Linked DNA regions of Mus musculus: region 1 is linked to region 2. The links are chromatin contacts, called in public promoter capture Hi-C maps. All regions are on one chromosome and are shown on one strand. The core of a region is the stretch at or near the end of the contact, and the rest is flanking DNA. Distances in the headings are between cores, read along the strand shown. Region 1 holds the start of Il18bp (interleukin 18 binding protein). Region 2 holds the start of Anapc15 (anaphase promoting complex C subunit 15).

Region 1 (4,718 bases), core at 1,946-4,445, 120 kb after region 2:
CCCTGTTCCTAACTAGTATTATGGACTGTTGCAGGGGTTCATGTTATTCTGAATTTTTATTTGGCAAGAGGCAGTGTCTCATGCTGCCTGAGTCAGGCAGAGTTCCTGAGGACAGTACCAGGGTCTAAATAAAAATGAGACCTTGAGCTGCTGCAGCTTTATGAGTACTCAGTGTGGGCCCTGCAGAGACACAGACTGACATATACAGTTGTGACCTGACGCAGCCACTGTTCCGTCCTTGCCTTGGGGACAGTACATTAGGGGCAAACTAGGAAAACAAAATCACATGTAAAGATTGAAGTCAGTGCAGATAGTGGTCAGAGCTGAGTGGATGTTGCCAAAGTTATATCTCAACTAGGCTTCGGGTTAACCTTTTTGATTGGTACAGGATGTAGAAATCTGCCAGATAGGCATCTCAATTTCACGTTAAGTGTAAGCAGAGCTATCACTTGGCTAAGGTGTCATCAGGTCTCAGAGGTTCCAGAACACCAGTGGGATGAATAAGACATCAGAAAAGGTAAACTGGATGGATGGACAGGAGGACAAACAGGAAGAACTCTAAGGACTTAATTACTATGATAATCTAGGGTAGAAGTGAAGCTTGAGTTTGAGGTTCAGCAGCAGAAAGGCAATCACAGCCTATGGTGTAGACTCCACCCTCCAGGTAGATGAGAGCCAGGCTCTGGTCAAGGTCATGGTGTGGTTGGCTTTATGCAACCCCTGGGCCTGCTGATCTGGATACTGGGCTGTGGCTAGAGAGGGTTTCTTGAGAAGGGGACGGAGCTGTCTTCAACCCATCCTGGAGAAGTAAATGCACACATGGTCAGAGCTAAGGAAGAGCTCTTGCCATCACTTGCTGTCACTGCAGTCCCATGTTCCTTGCTTCCACCTCTGGTAGATCTCAAAACAGTCACTAGCTTACAGGTTGTACTGGAAAAGCCAATCCTTCCTTCCCCAGGTAGTAGCGTTCCTCCCATCCCTGGATGCCTTCTTTCAGGTTCCTTACCCAGAGCTGGGCCAGAATGATGTGATACTGGGCCACTTGTCCAGGATCCACAAACAAACAGGAGAAGTTGGTACTTCGTAGGGTGGGGCTCAGTTCTTCCAGCACCAAGGCCCTGTGCAGCCAGGTGCTTGTGTTCCTGTGCTCGCGACTGGAAAGCAGAAGGAAATCGTGAGAGGGTTGCCGGAGTTGGGGAGGAGGAAGGTCTTTCTTGTAGCCCCACTGCTAGGTCCCTTACCTTGTGTGGCCCTCCTTCAGCCGGCCTGGGAGGTGCTCAATGAAGGAACCATTGCCCAGCCAGTAGAGGATGCTGAAGTAGGGGAAGCGGCTGCAGGCAGTACAGGACAAGGTCAGAGTTCCATCTAGGAGCACATTTGACTGTTAGTTATTCTATAAAACAGAGGCCCCTATCCTGCCAAGCTCCACTTAGTCATAAATCAGAAACATAAGACCTGTGTCCTACCTACATAGGAAAATTGCAACCTAGGCCCTGTGAGGTTCTACATTGCCTATGTCTGAGTTCTCTTCTATAGGAACCATCTGGGAAGCTGGGCAGTAGAATGGTGAACACAGAGACAAGTTGGTCTGGCCTGGTGCTTCTTGGCAGGTTGGAAGTAACACTCCCAAGTCAAACCCCCACCCCCCAACTCTGTATTCACAGCCTGCTTCTGGCAACTGTATCCTCTTGGGCTCCCATACTTGTTGCTTACTCAGTGGCACTTCTTTTTCTGGCCAAATCACATCCAGTGCTGGGTACTGCTTAGTTGGGACTGCTGGAGACCAGGAAGAGCATGGGTCTTTTGAGCTTCCAGTTAAGACAGTGGCAGTTGTCTGAGGTGCAGATGTGGCTCTGGCCAAAATGACATGGACATACAAAAGCAGGACCCACCAAGAACTGGGGCCTGAGGAACAAACAGTTACAGCTGTAAATAAAACTGAAGCTCAGCTTTCTAGCACCCATCTTAGTTGGGGACAAGCTGCTACCTGGGTAGGAACAGACCTCGACCCAGATACTCCTAGGTTCTCACCAGGAACCTGAGTGGGTGGAGACCGTTTAGCCCCCACCCCTCGGCTCTGCTGAATGTAGTGCAAAGGAGCCTTGAAATGGAGCCAGAACCAAAGTAGCTACATAGGCGCTTACAGCAATGGAAGAATTGGATGGAACTTCCTTGGGGTGGGGGGTGTTGGGTAGCAGAGTTAGCCACATAGCTCCATTCCTTTAAGAGCCACAAAGCCTAATGTCCCACCTGCTGTCCAGCAGTGTCTCATGGTCATGATGACTTGCAAGCAAGTCTGGTGTCTGTGACTTCCTCTGGAAAAAAATAAGTAAAAGTCAGCTAGCCCTACATCTGTGTTCTTTCCCTCAGGCAGTGTTACTGACACCCATTTGAGCTGGTAGTTTAGAGGGCAGACCTGTAGCCACCAGCTGGGCTATCCACACTTAAGGCACTGCTGGTGTTAATAGTAACAATTTTCTCTCATACCAGCTCCAAACAGCACTTATATAACTTATACCCCCTTAGGAAGGAGAGAAAGTACTAAAAGCCAGGGACTTACCTGGGAAGCAACAGTCCGTTTGCCAGCTTGCCAGCCTCCTTCTGGGAAGGGCAGGCAGCAGTCAGCTTCTAGGAAATCGAGCACCTATTTTCACTTTCACTTTCTTAGCTAGGAATCCCAATCGAAAGCAGGCTGTTCCGAATGGGCCCCTCTCCAAACTCACAGGAATCCTCTATCTACCTCACCCCTCTCTCTAAGGTTAGCGAAGGGGTGAGAAAGATGAGTCTCTCACAGGTCTGTACCTGTCTTGCCCCTTCCACCCTTCACAGCCAACTTTCCTTTCTCCAGAACAAACTCCAAGGAGGCAGTATTTATTAGTACTGGGAACCCCAAATTGAACCACTGACCTTTTTACATTCAGTGCCTCACTGGCCCATTAATATCGTAGTTTCTCTCAAGCTCCCCCACTCCCATCCCTCACCCCAAGGTCAGGTGTATCACTTAACACCAGCCTTCACACACAGCCACAGCCACTTGTACAGGTTCGTTTTCAGTAAATTTAGATCTTCCTACCTGGCTCCTAAGCCCCGAATAGCTTCTTGGAGCTCTAAGGCTCAGCCAGGATAGCTGCCTGGCCCCAAGAAAATCTCACCACAGGAAGGAGCAACTTCCCTGCCTGGCTCGTGTACAAAACTCCCAGCCAAGCGAGAGCTGACCCCAAATAGCCAGGAAGGCACTTCCGCAACACTGGCTCCAGTAGCTCAGAGACTGGTACTTGGAAAGAACAAAATTAGAATCAAACAAAACCCTGAAGCCATGCTCCCTGCATGTGCCAGAACCTCTTGGGGCAGAACGACCAATGCGCACACTTGGGGCAAAGTGCTGTGCTCTTAGGTCTGTGATTCTGTCACCAGAGGGTAGAACTGGTGACAAGTGGGATGGAGCAGGTTGGAAGGACCTGTGGGAATAGATTCATACCTGGTTCAGATGCAGGAGGCTAAAAGCTGTCTTCTATGTGGCACAGTCACATTTCTTTTGAGCAGTCCACCTACCCTCTACCACCTAGGTTGCTGAATTCAGGGCAAAACTCCCTCAGAATCCAGGATCTCTAGGAGTTAGGTCCAGAAGTTGTGCATCCACACACAGCCATTGGGGGATTTCTCATTCCACTGGGGTTTGGGTAGGGGTGCAGGACGAGGAACTGCACTGTACCTTACAAGACTAAAGGTAAAACATAGACGTAGCCTTCACCTTAGGGAGAGGGGAGGACAAATACCAAAGGAAGAGTAGCCTGTCTCTTGGCCTTCTGCTCAGCTCTCATTCCTCTGAGGATGGAGGGAAAAAGGAAGCCACAGCTGAGTAAGAGAACAGGCTGAGTTGTGGGGGTATCAGGGTACTAGTCTCAGACTGGGGGTGAAGGCCTCAGGGCCCCTGATGCCGTAGGACAGGAGACACACACACACACACACACACTCTCACAGAGGGAGGATGGGTGAGAAGGCAGGACCAATGGCTCCAGGTTCCGGCTCTCAGGTGGGATGCAAGAAGCCAAGATACCCCAGGGGGCCCGGGAAAGAGGTGGCAAAAAAAAAAAGGCAAATGCGTGTCCAGCTTTGCAGCCAGCTCATGGAGCTTTATTCAGATGTGATGACAAGATCCTGTTTGGTTCTTGTTGCCTTCAAATGGGCCAGGCCAAATTTCTCTAGACACCCAGTGCTGCTGACCCATGATGCCCTCCCCCTTTCTTCAGACTTCCAGGACTACAGTTAGGCCTGCTCAGAAGTCCCCTTTCAGAGCCCATCTTTATTCAGGCCTCATTCTGCCTATGCACTCACCATTCTTAACGTCAGGCCTGGGAAAAACCCACAAATGACCAAGCCTACCTAGGGACGTTTCCTGGGCTGGAATCCCCTCTTAGCTTCAAGGGCACACTGATGACTGGCAGAAAACAGAGATCCATTAGTCTGTCTGCTCTGTGCATACACAAACATACACACTCTTAGGCTTTCAGGAAGGAAGTGATGTGCAGAGTACCCTTTGGCACATGTCAACACTTCCATGAAGGGTGTACTTGCACAAGAAGCTGCAACATTCGCTGCTGCCAATGTAGCTTCCACAGCTTAATGATATATAGATTGCTTTTATACTCTGCCTGGCAATGGCCCTGCTCAGGGGCAGGTTATCCATGCTGCTCATATTTCTAGCTGTTCCAAAACAT
Region 2 (5,266 bases), core at 675-3,174:
AATGCTGGGGGTTGGGCGTGGGGGCGGGGCATGTGCCGCTTCACCTTCCAAGATGCCATACTTGCAAACCCCAGGAAAAGATTCTTACAATATTTCTGTGTTTTTAAAGAAACCAACATTGTCACTACATCTAGTTAACAATTTTTTTCTGATGCACATTTATTTGGTGTGCAAGGCAGCAGAGAACTGCTACAGTGTGCACATGCAGGTCACAAGACAACTTGTGAGAGGCAGCTTTCTCTTTCTACCATGTGGGTCCAGGGATTGAAGTTGGGTCCTTGGTTTGTTAGCAAGTGCCTCTACCCACTGAACTATCTCACTGTCCGTTATTTTTATTTTTAAAATTTGCACCTGTTTTTGTGAGAGACAGGGGCTTATACATTTCAGGCTGGCATTGAGCTTGCTACATAGCCCAGTCTAATCTTGAACTTCACATCCTCTTGTCTCAGGTCCCTGAGTGCTACAATTTTAATAAGCAGAGCTTGCTAACGTTTGAAAACGTTTGAAGCTGAAGCTGACCTCTTGGGCCATACAATCAGATTTGATAGGAAGCACATACGGAACCTCTTGAACAGTTCTATCTCATCACTCTTCACCAGAGCCAAGAACAGGAGGAAAACCAGGCAGATTATCATGCTAGTTACAGAAGAAACAGCGTAGACAAAGAATGTACAGGCCTGGGGAGATACCTTAGGGGTTAAAGTGCTTGTTGTAAAAGAAGCCAGGATTGGTGTTTGGGTCCTCAGAACCCACATGATTGCTGGATGGTTATGGCAACCAGCCTGTAATTTCTGTAAAGACAGAGAATTCTCAGAGAACCTGGATAGTCAGACCAGCGATAGCAGGGACTTGTGGTATTGAATAAGAATAAGATAGAAGAGCAATTGAGGAAAATTCCCAGCATCACTCTTGGGCCTACACATACATACACATGCATACACACACACACACACACACACACACACACACACACGATGTTCAAACACACATATACATAAGATAAAATTTTAAATAGATAAAAAAGAGGCCAGCGTGGTGTTACACAGCTTTAATACCAACAGGAAGACTTCGAAGCCAACCTGGTCTAGATAGTGAATTTCAGGCCAGTTAGGAATACGCAATGAAACCTTGTCTCAAAAAAGAAAAGTAAATATTATGAATATGATGTAGTTCCATGACAGAGGCTTGTCTAGCATGTTCAAGGTATCCTCTCAGAAAGAAAAGAATGGATGCCGGGCAGTGCTGGCGAATGCCTTTCATCCCAGCATTTGGGAGGCAGAGAGGCAGAGGCAGAGGCAGAGGCAGAGGCAGAGGCAGAGGCAGAGGCAGGTGGATTTCTGAGTTCCCTGTCTCGAGAAACCAAAATTAAAAAAGAAGAAAAGAGGGGCTGGTGAGATGGTTCAGCGCTTAAAAGCATTGACTTCTCTTCCAAAAGTCCCGAGTTCAAATCCCAGCAACATGGTGGCTCACAACCATCCGTAACGAGATTTGATGCCCTCTTCTGGTGCGTCTGAAAAACAATTACAGTGTACTTACATATAATAAATAGATCTTGGAGGAGTTGGAGGAGGAGGAGGAGGAGGAGGAGGAGGAGGAGGAGGAGGAGGAGAAGGGTTCAAACAGAAAACCGAGTCTGAGAGAACAGAAGGGAAGAAACAGATGTTTCTTGGAACGCAGCAGCACACACGGCATCCACACAAGCGAACATTTCTGGAAACCATACTATTTCGAGGAGATTAACACGCAAACACCGCCGAGTGGCAGGAGGGCGGGACTAGTCGAACGCAGGCGAGGGGCTAGCCTGGAGAAACCCTGCCGCTGGAGATTCAAGGAGGAGCTGACAGGTAGGCGGGGCAAGCGAGGGTCCTCCCCCAACTAGTACGTAACTAAAGTACATCAACATCACTTCCGGCTCGGTGTTGAAGCGGGAAACAAAAGGAGACGCAAGACGCATGCGTTAGTGAGTCCCGGATTCTGGTGGGTTCTTCCGCTCAGACCTGGGGAAACGCTTCCGGGTCGCCGCCGGCTGCCGGCTCTTGGCGCGGTAAGTGCGGAAACGAGACTGCTGCCGTTTCCTTGCTTGTTCTTTCTTCCGGCTTCCAGAGAAACCCAGTTCCTTTGACTCGCTTCCCTAGCAGTTCATTTTCCCCATTTTTACTCTTAAAGACATCCTGCTCACTGGCCGTTTCCTAGAGTCTAAGCCCCACCCATCGCACATGGTCCGTCATGCATTGGTTTCACTTCCTGTCACCCAGCATTTCTTGCAGTTAATTGGCTTCGGCCAGGCCGCGCGCATTTTGCGATTAGCATCCCTATAAGGTCAAAATCCTGACGGAGACCCGCCCCTGCCTCCTTCCTGTTGGTCAATCTCGCAGTCATTATCATAATGAGCAAAGAATGGGCGGTGGTGGGTAGAATTTTAGTATATAAAATCTGTCAGTGCTTTCGGGATCGTGGTGGACGCGCCTTTTTTTTTTTCCCCCATCACACGGACCTGGGGGGGCTTTGGTCTAGGGAATGACAGCGTCTAGTTCTGCGTGGGTCAAATTAAGTTGGAACAAAAGCTAGAGTAGGGCCGGGTGTGGGGGCTGGTATACGCCTTTAATCCCAGCATCCGGGGGCTGAGGCATGCGGAGCTCTGTGAGTTTGGGACTAGCCTGGTCTATATAGAGAATTCCACGACAGTCAGGGCTAAATATTGTAACCCTGTTTCATTTACTAAAAATAGGGGGAAACACCAAGGTAGACACCAACTCTATTTTTTCCTGTGCCCTTCCTACAGTGCTGGGCCAGGATCCCTGCCTTGCGTAGGATTTAAGCCCCCATCGAGTGTGTGGCCAAAGTCAAGCTCTACATGTCACTGGGTTTGTGAGCCAGGGCGTTTTAGTTCAGCTTCTTGGTGACCTTCCTGGTCAGCAGCTTCAGCCCACAGAGTTGATTTTGTTCTCTTCCATGTTAGTTCATTCTTCATTTGTTTGTTATTTACTCATCCCTCTGAGAATTTCTTTTATCCTTGGTTGTGTGTACTGCAGTTTGACTGGTTGGTGAGAGAGGTGGTTCATGTCCACACCATTTTGCACTGGTTGGATGTGACATGAATCAAAAGAGCAAAAAATAAGTTTTGTGGTGCGTGTGTGTGTGTGTATTTAAAATGAATTTTACTAGATCTCTGCTATTGCTAATCTTGTGCATAATCACAATGCCACATTCCATCTCTGGCTCCCAGTCTCTTCTCTCTTTAAGCAACATACAGCTTTACTCATTATTTTCTTTGTTTGTCGTAATAACTGAGGATGATATAATTTTAATTATCCCCATTCTTACAGATGAGGAAACTGAGGCCCAGAGAGGTTAAGTGTATTGGCCAAAATCAAAGAGCTAGTAAGTGATGGAGCCAGGACTCAAACTCAGGTCTGTCTGATTTCAAGAGGGCAGGGCAGCTTCTCTGCTACCCACCCAATCCACCCTATCCCTAAATCAAATTTCAACTGCATCAAAACAAAACAAAACATATTCACGTGACCCTTTCCCTCAGCTTAGGAGCCATGTCCACCTTGTTCCCGTCACTCTTCCCTCGTGTGACTGAGACACTGTGGTTTAATCTGGACCGACCCTGTGTGGAGGAGACAGAGCTGCAGCAGCAGGAGCAGCAGCATCAGGCCTGGGTGAGTGAGGACCCAGTGCAGCATGGAGGTCTACCACCGGGCCGTGAGCTTGCCTTACGCTGGAGACCTGCTTAGAAAAAGGTTCCTCTGTGGGGAATAGTCAAGCTGAGTTTTGGGGGATAAAGTTCTTATTTTGTGGCACCCTAACTCGCTGAGGGACCATAGGATTTCGGGGGTAGATTAGATAGATGTCAAGCCCCTGACAGCCTAGGATCTTTTCTATACATCACAGAACTTAATAATTTCACTTTCACCAGAATTATATGAAAAAAAAAAACAGAGGCCCAAAGACTTTCCATATGTCTATCAATTTTATAAGGAACAGATGACAGGAGAGAGATTGCATCTTCCTGAGAACTGGGGGGAGAAGCTTTGTTTCAACATTTGGGGTCTCTTCAGGGGTAGGGGAAGCCAGTCCAATGCCCCTGACCTGCCCTGCTTGTGCCTTGGCCCTACTTTCCCCCCTACTCCTTTGCCCACAGCTCCAAAGCATCGCAGAGAAAGACAACAACCTGGTACCAATTGGCAAGCCGGCCTCAGAGGTGAGTGGTTCCTGTGGGTGGGGCCTATGTGAAGCCCAGTAGAACAAGGCTTTACTTTAATGGCCTTACTTTTGGCTCAGTACAATTGTGGTTTTCAATCTGGGAAGACAGAAAACGTGGGAACCTGAGGGGCTATGCATTGTGCCTAGTACTAAGGACCTTCAGGTCATGCAGCAGCCTGCCAGACTCAAGGCAGGCAAGGTTGGGAAGGTGGAAGCTCCAAGTTGGCCAGCTCTTGACCTGGTCCAGGCGCCCTGAGGCCTACAGAATCTTTCTGCTCTACCAGCACTACGATGATGAGGAAGAAGAGGATGATGAAGATGATGAGGACAGTGAAGAGGATTCCGAAGATGATGAGGACATGCAAGACATGGATGAGATGAATGACTATAATGAGTCACCTGATGATGGAGAGGTCAATGAGGTAGGCGGGGTGTAGGGGAGTGCCTTTGTTCCTAGGCTCCTGCCCCTGATCTAATTGATGGCCAAGGCATACAGAAACCCTGGCTGTACCCAGGGGCAGGATCTGGGCTGAGGCTGGCTGAGGCTCCTCCCCACCCACACCCAGCCTCCTCTTCAGGTGGACATGGAAGGCAACGAACAGGATCAGGACCAGTGGATGATCTAGGTAGACAAGCCAAGGTGGCCTCAGTGATTCCAGACCACCCCAACCTATTTTGAATCTACAGCCTCAGCCCCTCAGCCTGCAGAACCAGCTTGTGGCTGTAGTGCCTAAAGCTTTCCCTTAGGCACTTTCTCAGCTACTGCCAGGACAAGGTCTCCTTGGGCCCTTCCAGGCCATGAGTCTTCCCTTGAATCCCAAGAGCCTGAGCCCATCCCACCTTCCTGGCTGGTACCTCACTCCTTGGTTGCCAGGTGTGGTCCCTTTCTAGCCCTCTTTAATAAAGACACAGGACTGATTGTTTCCCCAATGTCTATTCCCTGTTTGTTGGTGGGACCCAGAGTTCAGAATCTTTTCTTGGACATTGGGACGGGGTTATGTAAGGACTCTCAAGCAAACCTAATGGACCATGTTGGCCAGGATCAGAGCCCAGGTTT

What was found. Capture Hi-C pulls out chosen DNA fragments and counts their contacts.
Region 1: a promoter capture Hi-C map of adipose tissue shows a contact between it and region 2. The contact joins the promoter of Il18bp here to the promoter of Anapc15 in region 2. A contact is called at or near these places in 10 of 39 promoter capture datasets (the 3T3-L1 cell line, 3T3-L1-derived adipocytes, embryonic stem cells and 6 more), 7 of 115 datasets of contacts at active chromatin or transcription factors (the HPC-7 cell line, the SCID.adh cell line, acute myeloid leukemia and 4 more) and 5 of 9 other capture datasets (adipose tissue, bone marrow-derived macrophages, liver and 2 more).

Annotation. Positions count from the first base shown.
Region 1 is chr7:102,015,037-102,019,754 of GRCm38.p6, forward strand. Il18bp (interleukin 18 binding protein) reads right to left here and starts at 3,196. Exons shown (of 7, transcript NM_010531.2): 1 at 3,074-3,196; 2 at 2,561-2,628; 3 at 2,251-2,315; 4 at 1,714-1,905; 5 at 1,242-1,365; 6 at 1,007-1,154; 7 at 38-799. The coding sequence starts at 2,278. The coding sequence ends at 710. It overlaps Rnf121 (ring finger protein 121), which reads right to left. Exons shown (of 9, transcript NM_029211.3): 9 at 4,101-4,718.
Region 2 is chr7:101,894,407-101,899,672 of GRCm38.p6, forward strand. Anapc15 (anaphase promoting complex C subunit 15) reads left to right here and starts at 1,925. Exons shown (of 6, transcript NM_027532.4): 1 at 1,925-2,044; 2 at 3,327-3,411; 3 at 3,536-3,665; 4 at 4,148-4,207; 5 at 4,494-4,631; 6 at 4,788-5,139. The coding sequence starts at 3,389. The coding sequence ends at 4,835.